2 separate regions of the Sus scrofa genome follow, and region 1 is linked to region 2. Evidence: chromatin contacts called from public targeted proximity ligation data. All regions are on one chromosome and are shown on one strand. The core of a region is the stretch at or near the end of the contact, and the rest is flanking DNA. Distances in the headings are between cores, read along the strand shown.

Evidence for each region.
Region 1: a targeted proximity ligation map of alveolar macrophages shows a contact between it and region 2. A contact is called at or near these places in 1 of 5 promoter capture datasets (liver), 10 of 47 Hi-C or Micro-C datasets (blood, embryonic fibroblasts, liver and 4 more) and 2 of 2 datasets of targeted methods (alveolar macrophages and skeletal muscle).

The regions. Positions count from the first base shown.
Region 1 is chr4:107,736,544-107,739,243 of Sscrofa11.1, reverse strand. It overlaps RHOC (rho-related GTP-binding protein RhoC), which reads right to left. Exons shown (of 5, transcript XM_003125846.4): 5 at 1,539-2,138. The coding sequence ends at 1,965. MOV10 (putative helicase MOV-10) reads left to right here. Exons shown (of 20, transcript XM_005655442.3): 17 at 93-218; 18 at 298-386; 19 at 601-722; 20 at 812-1,155. The coding sequence ends at 897. Among named protein-coding and RNA genes, the nearest start is that of RHOC, 6.2 kb to the right of the region's middle.
Region 2 is chr4:107,661,339-107,664,038 of Sscrofa11.1, reverse strand. No RefSeq gene overlaps it. Among named protein-coding and RNA genes, the nearest start is that of FAM19A3, 57 kb to the left of the region's middle.

The DNA.
Region 1 (2,700 bases), core at 159-2,658, 75 kb before region 2:
GGACAATTGCCCTCAGGCTCACGGAGGCGGGGCTGGTTCCTTGGTCCCCTGCTGAGCGCCCTGGCCTCCAGCCCTGCCTCCCTCCCCTCTAGGTGGGCTCCGTGGAAGAGTTCCAAGGCCAGGAGCGCAGCGTCATCCTCATCTCCACCGTGCGGAGCAGCCAAAGCTTTGTGCAGCTCGATCTGGACTTTAACCTGGGTTTCCTTAAGAACCCCAAGGTTTGAGGGCTGGTGGGTGGCAGGAACTCCCCTCCTGAGGACCCTTCTCTCCTGTGACCCCACCCCCTCTTCTTCCCAGAGGTTCAACGTGGCTGTGACCCGAGCCAAGGCTCTGCTCATCGTGGTGGGCAACCCGCTCCTCCTGGGCCATGATCCCGACTGGAAAGCGTGAGCATCCCACCTGCCATCCCTCTGGGTGGACAGCTGTGGGCTCAGTCCATCTTCCCATCTTATCTTAACGACATCCCCCGCTTGCAAAGGTCGAGCACCTTGCCCCGAGGCAAGGTACAAGCCAAGTGCAGGACCAAGGCTGGGCCTCCAGCCTCTGCTGGCGCTCAGCCAGCCCTGTGCAGCCATGTGTGAATGTCCCTGTACCCCACAGGTTCCTGGAGTTCTGTAAAGAAAACGGGGGGTACACCGGGTGCCCCTTCCCTGCCAAACTGGACCTGCAGCAAGGACAGAACTTACTCCAAGGTCTGAGCAAGCTCAGCCCCTCTACCTCAGGTATGGCCGGGCCAGGGTGGGCTGAGTGGGGGACAGCGCTGAGGGAGGAGGGAAGTTACTAAAACAGAGCTCCCCTCTTTTCTTTCTAGGGCCCCGGAGTCACAACTACCTCCCCCAGGAGGGTGAAGGGGGTCTGCCCCTGCAAGTGGAGCCAGAGTGGAGGAATGAGCTCTGAGGACACAGCAGCCAGCCTTCTCACACCAGCCAAGCCTTAACCTCCCACCCGACCCTGAACTAGACCCCGAACTAGACCCCGGCCTGAACCAGACTCCAGCTGCGCTGTACCTCTGGGGGACAGGAAGGCTGGAGAGGGAGTTTACAACCACACCACCCCTTCCCTGCTGGGGAAAGTGACACATCAAGCTGCTAACAATCGGGGGAAGGTGGAGGAAAAAAGTCTGAAAAAAAATCTTTATGCCTCCTTGTCTCCTCAGCCTGGCCCCAGCTTCCTGAACTCCCAAGATGACCCCACAGGGGAGGGTGGAACTCTCACACACTGCCAGGGGCCATACCCCCACTTCCCTGCTAGAAAGCAACCCAACCCCCATGTCTAGGGGAGGAAACCCAATGGGAGGTGGCAGGGAGGCCACCCACAGGCTTCTAAGTTTAGCCCCTGCTCTAGACCACTCCCCCCTTACCCTCCTCCAAGGCCCAGAGCCAGGCATGACCTCATCCTTTTCTCTAAGACTCCACCCTGCCTGCCCGGGAGTCCTGCCTTTACAGACAGGGGGCCAGCCTGGCGAGCAGTTTGAAGAGATGGGACTCCAGGCTCACAGCCAAGACAGGGACCAGGAGAGAAGGACAGGAAGCCACACACAAGTTGGAGCCTGTGGCCTTTATTCATGCCCCCCACCAAGTATAGCCAGAGCCAAGGCCTCTGCCCAAAGCAGAAACACCAGGGACCAGGACTCCGGGTTACACCCTCCAGGTCCCCTACCCCAGCTTCTCTCCTGTGAGCCAGACGTGTATAAAGTGCTGGTGTGATGATCCTCTGGGGAAGGCCTAAGGGAGCAAAGGCTCCACCCCTGGACCAAGGCAACAGGAGTAGGGACGGCTCTGGACAGGCAGGACACAGCCCTAGGTTCCCAGGGCCGCTGGCCACCACCCTCAGAGCTGGGGAACGATGCAGTCCTGGGCAGGAGGGAACTGGGAAAGGGAGCCTTGGGCAGGGATCCCTAGTAGGGAGGGGAGCTTCTGTGCCCTGTGAAGGGAGGCAGGGAGGCAGGGGAAGCCGAGGGGAGCTCAGAGAATGGGGCAGCCTCTCCGGCGCTTATTCTTGCGGACCTGGAGGCCAGCCCGAGTGGCCATCTCAAACACCTCCCGCACCCCCTCCTTGGTCTTGGCTGAGCACTCAAGGTAGCCAAAGGCACTGATCCGGTTTGCCATGTCCCGGCCCTCCTCAGATCGAACAGGCTCCTGGGAAGGTGGAAGGTGAGAGGTCAAAGGAAGTTGCTGGCTAGGTGCAGCAACCGGAACAAATGATCTCCTCCAGCCCTGGCCCCTATGGGCAGGGTCTGGCTAGAGACCCAAGACTCAGGTTTACCTTCAAAATTCTCTTCATTGGCTTTACACCCCACGGTTCACCCTTCTCTTACCTGAATCAGGATCTCCTAACTGACCGACCCTGCCTCTGTTCTCACTCTCTTCCAGTCCATCCTGTAGGGCTGCCAGACTCATTTTTCTAACATGCTGACCTGACCATACCTGTCCCCAATTTAAAACCCTGCCACATTATCCTTGGAGGACAATCCATGTTTCTTGGCCTGGCAGTTCTCCCTGATTAACTCACCTCTGGCTAGAAAGCCACTTACCGGGACCCCAAATAAGGTAGCTCCCCCACTCTGCCCTTGTTCCAGCCACTCAATGCCCTCGTCCTGCATCCACCTCAGCCCATACCTCCCAGGTGTATTTAGGTGGCTCTACCTGCATATCCCAAGCAAACCTTTATTGTAAGAAGCCAGCTCCCTGAGGGCAGAGA
Region 2 (2,700 bases), core at 74-2,573:
TTTGTTTGTTTTGTCTTTCTCTTTGTTTTTGTTTTTCTTCCCCACCATAATTTTTAGTTCAAGTACGTGGCTCTTACCTGAGTGAGCGGGCTGGGCGTGTGGGCCACCAGTGGCTCCAGGTGTGAGTGTCACCTGGGCCCTCTCTTCCTCCTGGTCTCCCAGCTCTTCCATCCCTCTGCTACACTCAGTCACTGGAAAGGAGACTGTTGGCCATTGAGACGCTGAGGCCAGGATGGGAACTCTGGAGCTTGTGCTGGCTTCACATTGGGGCGCAAATAAGCCCCTCGCTTTAGTATAATAAGGGTTTCTACTATCTGCCCCAAAACAGAAGAAATTCCTACAGTTGAAGGTGGACGGCCTAAAGCCAGATCCCCAGGCTCGAGGCCTGTGTATTTGTTTGTGAACCACCCCCCCTTCTGTACCCCACGCACATCCCTCCCTGTACCCCAGAAATGCTTGCAGCTGCAACACTGGGCACATACTGAGAAGTGACAAAGCTCACTCCTTTACCAAACCTTAATCAGGCTCCTGGAAGCCTGTTCTCAACTAGGCTTTGACCTTGGCCCCCATCCTGTGTCCTGTCCTGTGTCCTAGCAAAGGACTCTGCCAGGTCAGTTTGGTGAGGATACCCCCATCCTCAGCATCCGATGTTCCTCATTCCTACTTTTGAGGTGCAAGGTTTTGACCTTGCCTTCAGCAAAGATCCTGTTAGGTCGGTTTAGCAAGACTCCTTCTACCCTTGCCATCTCTTCCTCATAATTTGCCATCCACTGACCCCTTCATTCTGCTCCTTGGACATAAATCCCCAGCTGTCTTTGCTGTATTGGGAATGGAGTCCACTTTGTCTCCCCTGGATAAAGTCTTCCTTACTAATTTAGCACGTGTCAGAATAATGTTTTTCTTTAATGGAATGAAAAATAAAGTGCATCCTCTTTAAGTCTAGTCCTTCTTGCGGCTCCCAGATACCCACTGTCAGAATGAGTCTCTCTTCTGGATTTTGCTGCTGCCTCCATTAAGTCCCATCTTGCTGTCTACCTCAAATTAGAGCTTTTTATGTAGGTGACCTCCTGAAGGAACAGCCCTAGAGCTTATGAATCTTCGTCTTTCCCTGAAATGTCACCATGCCGGGCCCATGATTGGAAGTGACCAAATATAGTGACTACATTTTCCAAATCCCAAAATTAGAGCTTTCCTTGTTCACCACGTGGTCTGACAAGAGGTTAAATATCTAAAATAAGAACTTGTGGCAGAGACTGACTCAGAGACTGGCTCACCACGTCATTTCCTATTGTTCCTGGTTTTAGGTCTTTCATCATCCTTCAAATTGCAGGAACCTCCTCACTGGTCTTCCTTCTCCCTGGCTCTCTCACATTAAACCCATAAAATCCAGTCTGCCCGTTTGAGGGCTTCCTCCCACATGTAGTTTCTATCATTCGGGATTGGTTTCAAGCAAAAAATTAGCTCTTGCTAACTAAAGCAAAAGGAGAATTACTGTAAGGTTATTGGCATCCCATAGCCTAGGGGAACTGCTGAATAACCAAGTCTTGGAAAGGACAGGAACGAAGGCAGCTCAGGAATCTGGGTAACGAGAACAAATAGTTTTGTCACGACTCCACATTTAGAGTGAATCAGCTCCAATCCCCTCTAGGCTTGTGTTGCTCCACTCAGAATTCAGATCCTAAGGGAGGAGAGTCTGTATGGCCCAGCTGGCTTCTCGCCCTACCCTTTGGCCCAGGAACACATTCTGTTGCCTCCCAGATTCACTATCCACCTCTCTTCACCCTGCTCTCTGCCCTGGAAGTTGGTCCACTTGCCCTGTGGCTTTCCATTGGAGTGGGCATTGGGGACCTCCAAGCGAGACTGGAGGGAGGGAGGAAGGGGAGGTTGAGGTGTCTGTTTCACCAGTTCCTTCTCTGTGGGGTTGCCTGGGATTGGCAATACCCCTCAACCAAAAATCTCAGCTCTTCTCAAGGCAGCCCTTTCACCACCACCCTCTCCTTCTAGGGTGCTAGTCCCTTCAGGCCAAGGCACTAGCTGACTATCCTGCTGCAACCAGCCCAGAATAGGGTGTTGTCCCTTCGGGTTTTCCTACATTCTGCCCACATGTTTCTTTTATTGCTATCTGCTTGAAATTCTTAATAACTTTGTCTTTGACCTTGTGTTTGTGAAATCCATTGGGACAATGGAATATACACATGAGCAGAAGAGACACATGCAATCTGCATGTCTGTTATTCCTTGCTGCCCCATCTACATGTAGCTTTCATGATGTCCAGTAAGCATTGGCCCACATGTGTAGGAGGAGCCCCAGGTAGACAAGCTACGCCTACGTCTGAGTAAGGGGTCAGGATACCGACGGCCCATGGAGGCTACACTTTCTCTTCCAACCAGAACTTGCTTCAAACCAGAAGGAAGCATTATAAGAAACATGAACAACCAAGGAACCTTATCATTCCCTTCCTTACTGCTGTTACTTCCTTGAATTAGCCAACCACTAGCTGACAATGGTGACACAGAAGGAAAGGGAAAGACAGGACCACGTATCATTCCTTTCCTTTCAGTCCCTTTTTAGTCATCGACAAGCTATAAGTAGGAAGTGTGGGTAGGCTATGCACATGTCAAGAAGTAAAGTGAAAACAGCTGCATTTTGTGACTTTCCACTATTTTGGTAAGAACAAAATATGTGTAGACGTACAAACTA